Regions from separate parts of the Hordeum vulgare genome. Here region 1 is linked to region 2. Evidence: chromatin contacts called from public Hi-C data. All regions are on one chromosome and are shown on one strand. The core of a region is the stretch at or near the end of the contact, and the rest is flanking DNA. Distances in the headings are between cores, read along the strand shown.

Region 1 (3,610 bases), core at 766-3,265, 35 kb before region 2:
GCCTGTCGGTGACACTCATGACCGCTTGCTTGATTCATTGCTTTTACCTGATCCTCCTCAGTTAATTATTAATCTACAGGCACTCCCTTGTCATACAGGCGCGAAGACTAAAGCACGGTATATGCAATTGGCCAGTACTAGCATTAGCAAAGCCATTGGCTTAGGTGGAAGCTTAATAAAGCATTAGCTAGAACTCAGAACATGCATGATTGCAGTACGGCCGTGTGTGGTGCAAAAGGTTGCACAAAGAAGTTCCGGTGGTGAAGTAATAAGTTGTTGGCCGGTTACGTCGACGGTCGATCGATGACAACCGACACTACTGAAAGCATCCTTACATACTACATCGAGTAAAAACAAGAGATGAAACGACCTAGTGGCGGCAAGGGTTTAAGCACGGACCAGCAATCAAAAAAGAATTAAAGACGCAGCTACTTCCTCCGTTCGTAAATATAAATTTTCTAGAGATTTCATTAATGACCACATAAAGAATAAAATAAATTAATCTATATAATATAGAATGCGTGTATATACATACATATGTAATCTGTAGTATAATTTTTAGAAATATATATATTTAGGAATGAAGGAAGTATATCATGTCATTCATGATTCCTGAAGCAGTCGTTGTTCCTGCTGGAGAGAAGGACGACGACTGGGACAGCGACACCAGGCTCATGCATGAACGAACGAACGGTCAACTTAATTAAGAGCAATCGTCAAAAAAAAACTTAATTAAGAGCAGACACGATACGTCAAGTCAAATCCTTCCTGGATTTCCGAAGATGCGATTGTCCGGTCAAAGCTAGCCCCTTCCAACCGCTTTCTCTGTTTGGTAAATAGTAGTAATAATTTTCCAGTGAGTCCATGCTAACTGAGCATAACTAATCAGGCTAGCCTAAGTTCAAAAATAATAATATTCAGGCTAGTCCTTCACAAGACCTTGTAGCTTAGAGCATCTATAACGGAGGGTTCCAAACCCGTCACAAACATACGGACGGCTTGATCATTGCACCGTCACAAAAAGAAGGCCATCAACTGCTAGATCTACGGCGGCAAGACTTAGCCCATCCGGTCGTCGGTGATTGTGCCTTGTCATGGATTGGGCGGGTATCGAAACACACAACCCTAACAATGCCTCTGCTCTGCATGCGGGTATTGGCTCCACCTCTAGTCGTTCAGATCTATCTCATTGACGGTTTTCCGACAAGAACACACCTAATCGTTGTCCGGGCTCGGCGTTGTCCCAGCGGCTCATTAGTTCGTCGTTGTTGTTCATAAAGTGTGACGGCTACCTGCTGCAGGTCGTGTGTCGCGTTTTTATCACTCCGGAACATTCCGGATGGGTGTTCTTCAAGTGCAAAAAAGTGGGGTAAATGCTTATTTTGATTCGGTGGTTCACAAGATTCAACTCAATTTCGGTAGTTTCATTGTTTGCTCAGATTTGTGTGTAGGTTGAATGCAAGTTTTTGTATTGAGAAGAAGAATACATCGATCTATTGATAACATAAAATCTAATAGATGCATGTGCACTCATTGATAGAATAGAGGCTAGAGATGAATTTAGATGCAAAAAACATCTACTTCTTTAGAATCAAATAAGAAAGAAGTGTGCAAGCTAAAAAAAGCCATAGATCAACAACAACGACATAGAAAAAATATTAATCCAACTTACGGAGCAGTTATGGTAGTTTAATGTCTTTAAAATGTCTAATTATGATTTTTGTAATTTTAGTCTTGGTCTCCTAACAAAGAATTGATGAATTATGTACACCAATGTATCAAAAATGCCGTCCATCATTAAGTAAAAAAGTGAGTTTCGATGGCTAAAAAGTGTATACATAGGGATACCACTCGGTCGCATCCGCGCATGAGACACACGACCAAGGCATTCAGGAAAACAACTCGGACAAAAACTGACGTCTGTTATGGGTGTCCGTTGGAGTTGGCCTCTTGTAGGAGTACGTGGGTACGCGGAAGGTGCCGGAACAGTGTCCATCCTTTCCACGCAATTCGCTGTCCTCTTTGTCAGCGATACCGATAATTGTTGTTTTGCTGTAGCGATCCAACGAACGCAGCATCTATCTACTCCTATTCACGTTGTACGTACGTTGTGCGCTTTCCCCGGCCGTCCCGGGGTCCGGCCACGGACGGTAATTTATAAGTCGACCGGTAACACGTCGTCCGTCGATCCTGCGCCAAACACACTGTCATCCGGTACTCCTCCTCCTCATATCGACCATCACGACTGTGCATGCGCGCGGTACATATGCATGCATGGCCACGCGCATTATATCCCTCTCCCTCGCCAGCTAGCTTAGGTGCAACAGCCGGTGGCCAACTCAAGTTGTACTCCAGTGTATATATACATGTACATTGTTTTCAAATTCGAATTATTACTGGTCGGAGTTCAGGGAAGATGTTGGAAAACCGAAGGAAGTCGAGTGTGGAAATGGCCACGTCCGTCATGTGGGATGCGATGTGATCGTGCATGGCCGGCGCTCACTCCATGATCTGGCTCCAACTTCCGTCGACCTTGGGAGCCTTCCGATCACTCGATGAACAATGCTGGCTAGATTCCAAGACCAATCACACAAAAGCATCTCACTGGTATAATAGTACCAGTACGTACGTCCGCACACATGCGTCCACGGTCCATGGAGACACTCATGCACCAGTACCACCCACTCACTACTTAGTCGACGATGATGATCGTCCGTGCATGCACGTTCTCTCACTCGTTCGCCAGCCCCCTCTCTCTCTCTCTGATGATTGATCAGCTGATGGACGTACGTAGTATCTAAAATGGCGAGATCATGTGCCCAAGCTAGCTACAGGCCACTCAATAGGGGTTTAAACAATGCATGGCATGGCCGGAGCCACCGTGTGACACCTGATAAAGGTGTGTGTATGGACAGATGTCTACGTGCTGTATAGAGTCGATGCGTCCGCTTTAAGCTCCTACCTATGGCCACTGTTACAGCTTCTCTTGTTCATCTATTAAAAATGATCAAACCATTATAAAATTTTGGTCAAAAAGAATGTCCGGAACAAAAATCGTAAAAATGTTTTAACCAGTAAAGTTTTTAAAGCACACCAAAAATTCACATCAGAGTCCCTTGTATTTGAAGGTTGGAAGGTCGAAGGATGCCTTGTATATCGGTCAAACCTCGTCGGATCAAACACGCCGCCGTAGAATTTGTCGAAATCCATCTGAAACTAGTCGGAATTCATCTTCGCACACCTTAAAAGGCCGTTGGATGCCGGAACCCGTCGCCGCCAGTTCGAATAGGACGAGCTCAACCTCGTCGTGGCCTCCCATGACCTAAGCCTGGCCACCAGAATCCTCCCTGCGCGGCCGACAATGAGCATGACTCGGTCGGCAACGGAGCAGGGCGCAACAGGCGGGCGATGGGGCGCACCCGACTAGGGGAAGGGGCGGCGCCTACTGGGCTGAAGGAAAGAGCTCTTATCCCAGTTCTACAGTTTATCTTTACAGTATGTCCGGCCGTAGCTAAAATAAACCTTTAAAATATCTTTTTTTATCCATATCTTAGTTTTACCGTTTGGATTTTAAATATGCCCTTAGGCCGTCCCTATGTGACCGATGATT
Region 2 (3,645 bases), core at 181-2,680:
CAACATGTGTACCACTTTATATACTCCCTCCGTCCTAAAATAAATGTCTTAAGCTTAATATAACTTTGTACTAGAGCTAGTACAAAGTTGAGACAGTTATTTTAGGGCAGAGGGAGTACTATATTAAAGGCGGCTTTCACTTCTATCCATAGCATTAATTCATAGTTTCTCCAACAATAAATTAGAGAAATTTACCTCATTGATACAAACTGGGGATTCAAATGGGGAAAATAAACCTTCTATTACCTGGGTTGCACGCTCCAAATGATTGAACCCTCCCTTGATTCCGTGGTACCGTTGTCTTTCTTTCACCTGTGGCATGGAATAAATTAGACAAGTTAACATAATCAATATGAACGGATTAATAATAATTTGGGATTTTAGCTATATGATATCGATCTAGGGTTTGAATTTCACCCGTCACCTCTGTAAAACAATATAAGACCATTAGATCACTACCAAAGGGGAAAAAAAAATTGTGGCCGTCACTCCATCTCCAATATTTGTTTAGGAGAAATGATTGTATTTAGTCAATACGATGGCCGGTCAAATAGAAGACGCCACCGGATATACACTAACACATACTCATAGTATTGGAAAGTTAGGCTTTATTGTTGCCGCTATTCCCCGGTTCATTGAATGGTTCAACCGTTACTACAGAACATTTTTTTGCACACGTCATCATCGTGGGATCAATGAAAATGACGCGAAGCTTCTAGCCCGTCACGACTGAAAGAAACAAACAAACACGAGGCTTGACGTATAAACCTGTCTTGAATAGAAGAGTTTGAGGGGGTCACCCAACCATCTCACTTTCCCAAGAAACCGAATTAGATGATTATTCTTCGGCAAATGAAAGAAAACAATACAACGATTTATTTTCATCCGTCACTTCAGTCTTCAGTATTTGTTGTGTTGGAGACACCGACCGGCAAGACATAAGGGGCTGCAAAATATGAAATGATGCACTAGCGCAAACCTTGTAGTCTTGGAGACGATGGACTTCATTGTTTTTTCCCGGTCTTTGCCGGTCCACGCCGCACAAAAATAAAACCATCGCTACAAAACATCGTTTTTTTGCACGACGCATCATCATCGTCGTCGTCGTCGTCGTCATCATCGCGGGATCGACGAAGACCAAGCTAAACTTATGACCTCGAAAGAGAGAGATATAAAGAAACAAACACGATACTTGGCCTCTAAACCCGTTTTGAATTGAAAAGTCCAATGACGGGTCACCTAACCGTCTCTCATAATCACAAATGAAAACCCAACTGGACGGACGATTACTCTCCTGGGAGAAAAGAAAGAAAAAGAAAAGAAAATTTTCTTTTCTTTTACATAGTACTATTTCTCTATCTTTGGCGATTATTCGTCCGTCATCGTCGAAATGAAGTCCCGACCCCAACCGATCCGAGGGAGTGGATCAAGCTCCCCTCCCTCCCTCCCCTACCTCGCTCCTGTGCTGCTTTCTGGCCTCCCTTTTATTGCTACTCCCCTCCCCTCCCCTCCGTCCGTCCGTCCGCTCTATACTCTACTCGCTTTTGGCTTGGCTGCCGTGGTGTGGTGTGGTGTGGTGGACGGTTGGTTGGTTGGTTCCCTGCTTGACACCCAACCCGGAGCCCACGAGAGATAGCAGAGCGAGCGAGCGCCGGGCCGGGGTAGGGGCAGTACCACACCACTGCATCGTCCGTCCGCCCGCCCGCCCGCCCCCAACACCAGAGAGAAAGAGGACGCCACGCAGTGGGCGCGCCATAAAGGAGCGGAGCCGAGCCGACGGACGGACGGACGGAGGCCACCGAGATCCGGGACCGAGCGCCGCGAGATCCGCCGCTAAAGCTGTCTTCTTGCTGGCGTGCTGCTGGTGGCGGTAGCACCTCGGCCGCTTGGTGCCCATGGCGCGGGTCGACGCGCGCGCGGTCGAGGAGGAGTTCTTCGACTCGAGGGAGGTCGTGTCGCCGCCGTCCTCCGTCGCCTCGCCGGCCAGCTCCGGCCGCCTTGACGGCGAGGACGGCGACGGGTGGCTCTCCGCCGGGGCCCTGCTCGAGGTCTGGGCCACGGGCCCTTGCAGCAGCGTGGAGGAGCGCCGCCAGCGCTTCGTCCGCTCCCTCGGCCTCCTGGATCCCGCCCACGAATCACAGCCGCGCTCCTGGCCCGGCGCCACAGAGGAGGAGATCGTCGTCCTGGGGAACACCGGCTCCGCGGACCCGGCCTCTCCCGCCCCTCGTCCCTCGCGCGGGGCCGGGGAGGAGGAGGCGGAGGAGGCGGGGGCGCCTGGCGGAAGCGGCGAGGAGGGCCTGGAGTGCGTGTTCAAGAACCTGGACGACGGCACGGTCTTCGTGGTCCACGAGCTGGGCAAGGACGGCAGCTTCCGGAGCCTCAGGGAGCGCCGCTCCAACCGGACGGTCACCGCCGCGGAATTCGAGAGGATCTCCGGCTCCTCCCCGTTCATCCGCGAGCTGATGCGCCGCGTGGAGGACTCCTCCGACGAGCCCTCCACCCCGGACAAGTCCGCGGCGGCGAGGGCGAGGCGCCGGAGGAGGAGGCGGAGGTTCGGGTGGCTCCGGAGGCTGGGCATCGGCGCCTGCGTCCTCGACGCCGAGGACGAGGACGAGGCCAATTCCACCTCCTCCAGCTCCTGCCGGAGCTGCTCTAGGAAGGTTCTTGACAGGGTCAAGGTCAGGCCACACAAGAAGCGGTCAAAGGAATTGTCAGCGGTGTACAGGGGCCAAGAGATCAAGGCGCACAAGGGCGCCATTGTGGCCATGAGGTTCAGCTCCGACGGGCAGTACCTGGCCACCGGTGGCGAGGACGGGGTGGTGCGGGTGTGGCGGGTGGTGGAGGGCGACAGGCCCGACGAGCTCGACTTCGCCGAGGACGATCCTTCCTGCGTCTTCTTCACTGTCAATGAGAACTCTGAACTGGCCCCTGTCAACTCCAGCGAAGGGACCAAGAACAAACAGGATAAAAGTTCAAAGGGGCAAGCAGATCCGGCCTGCGTCGTGATTCCTCACCGGACCTTTGCGCTGTCTCAGGTCCCTGTGCATGAATTCTATGGGCATGATGATGCCATCTTGGATCTCTCGTGGTCCAAAAATGGGGTGAGTGGCAATTCAGACAGCGCCTTTCCATGTACTCGAAGGCTCTACTACAGATGTTGTTATATGCTCATCTAATCATCTACCTACACTTGGTTTTGTGCAGGACTTGCTTTCTGCTTCTATGGATAAAACTGCTCGATTGTGGCGGGTCGGATGCAATAGTTCTCTCAAGGTTTTCTTCCACAATAACTATGGTAATACCTCCCTCCCACACCTGAGCTAATGCATTTTACAGCCTGCCGCTCTTCAGCATATGATGCTGACATCAACTTTGTTGTCTATTATGCAGTGACATGCGTTCAGTTTCACCCTACGAGTGACAATTATTTTATCAGCGGTTGTATCGACGGATTGGTTCGCATTTGGGATGTCCGTAAATGCCTAGTTGTAGACTGGGCTAATAGCAAGGAGATAATAACCGCAGTCTGTTACCGGCCTGATGGAAAGGTTAGCTTGAATTTCCTTGTACTAGTCTGTTTTTACCAAGTGACCATTTGTTGTTTGATTCACTGAGATGCTTATATTTCTGCTGGTGCTCCTCTAT

What was found. Hi-C and Micro-C count contacts between places; a contact is called where the count stands out from the background.
Region 1: a Hi-C map of seedling shows a contact between it and region 2, with 1.5 times the contacts expected there. The contact joins the enhancer-like site here to the promoter of LOC123449932 in region 2. A contact is called at or near these places in 1 of 6 Hi-C or Micro-C datasets (seedling) and 1 of 1 datasets of contacts at active chromatin or transcription factors (embryo).

Annotation. Positions count from the first base shown.
Region 1 is chr4H:599,033,651-599,037,260 of MorexV3_pseudomolecules_assembly, reverse strand. No RefSeq gene overlaps it. Among protein-coding and RNA genes, the nearest start is that of LOC123449932, 35 kb to the right of the region's middle. Within about 2 kb of position 2,015, at least 3 of the 3 cell types and tissues checked have open chromatin away from gene starts, as enhancers often do. A contact at or near this core is called in seedling, where this site is marked.
Region 2 is chr4H:598,998,139-599,001,783 of MorexV3_pseudomolecules_assembly, reverse strand. It overlaps LOC123449932, which reads left to right and starts at 1,430. Exons shown (of 7, transcript XM_045127302.1): 1 at 1,430-3,101; 2 at 3,205-3,295; 3 at 3,391-3,548. The coding sequence starts at 1,896.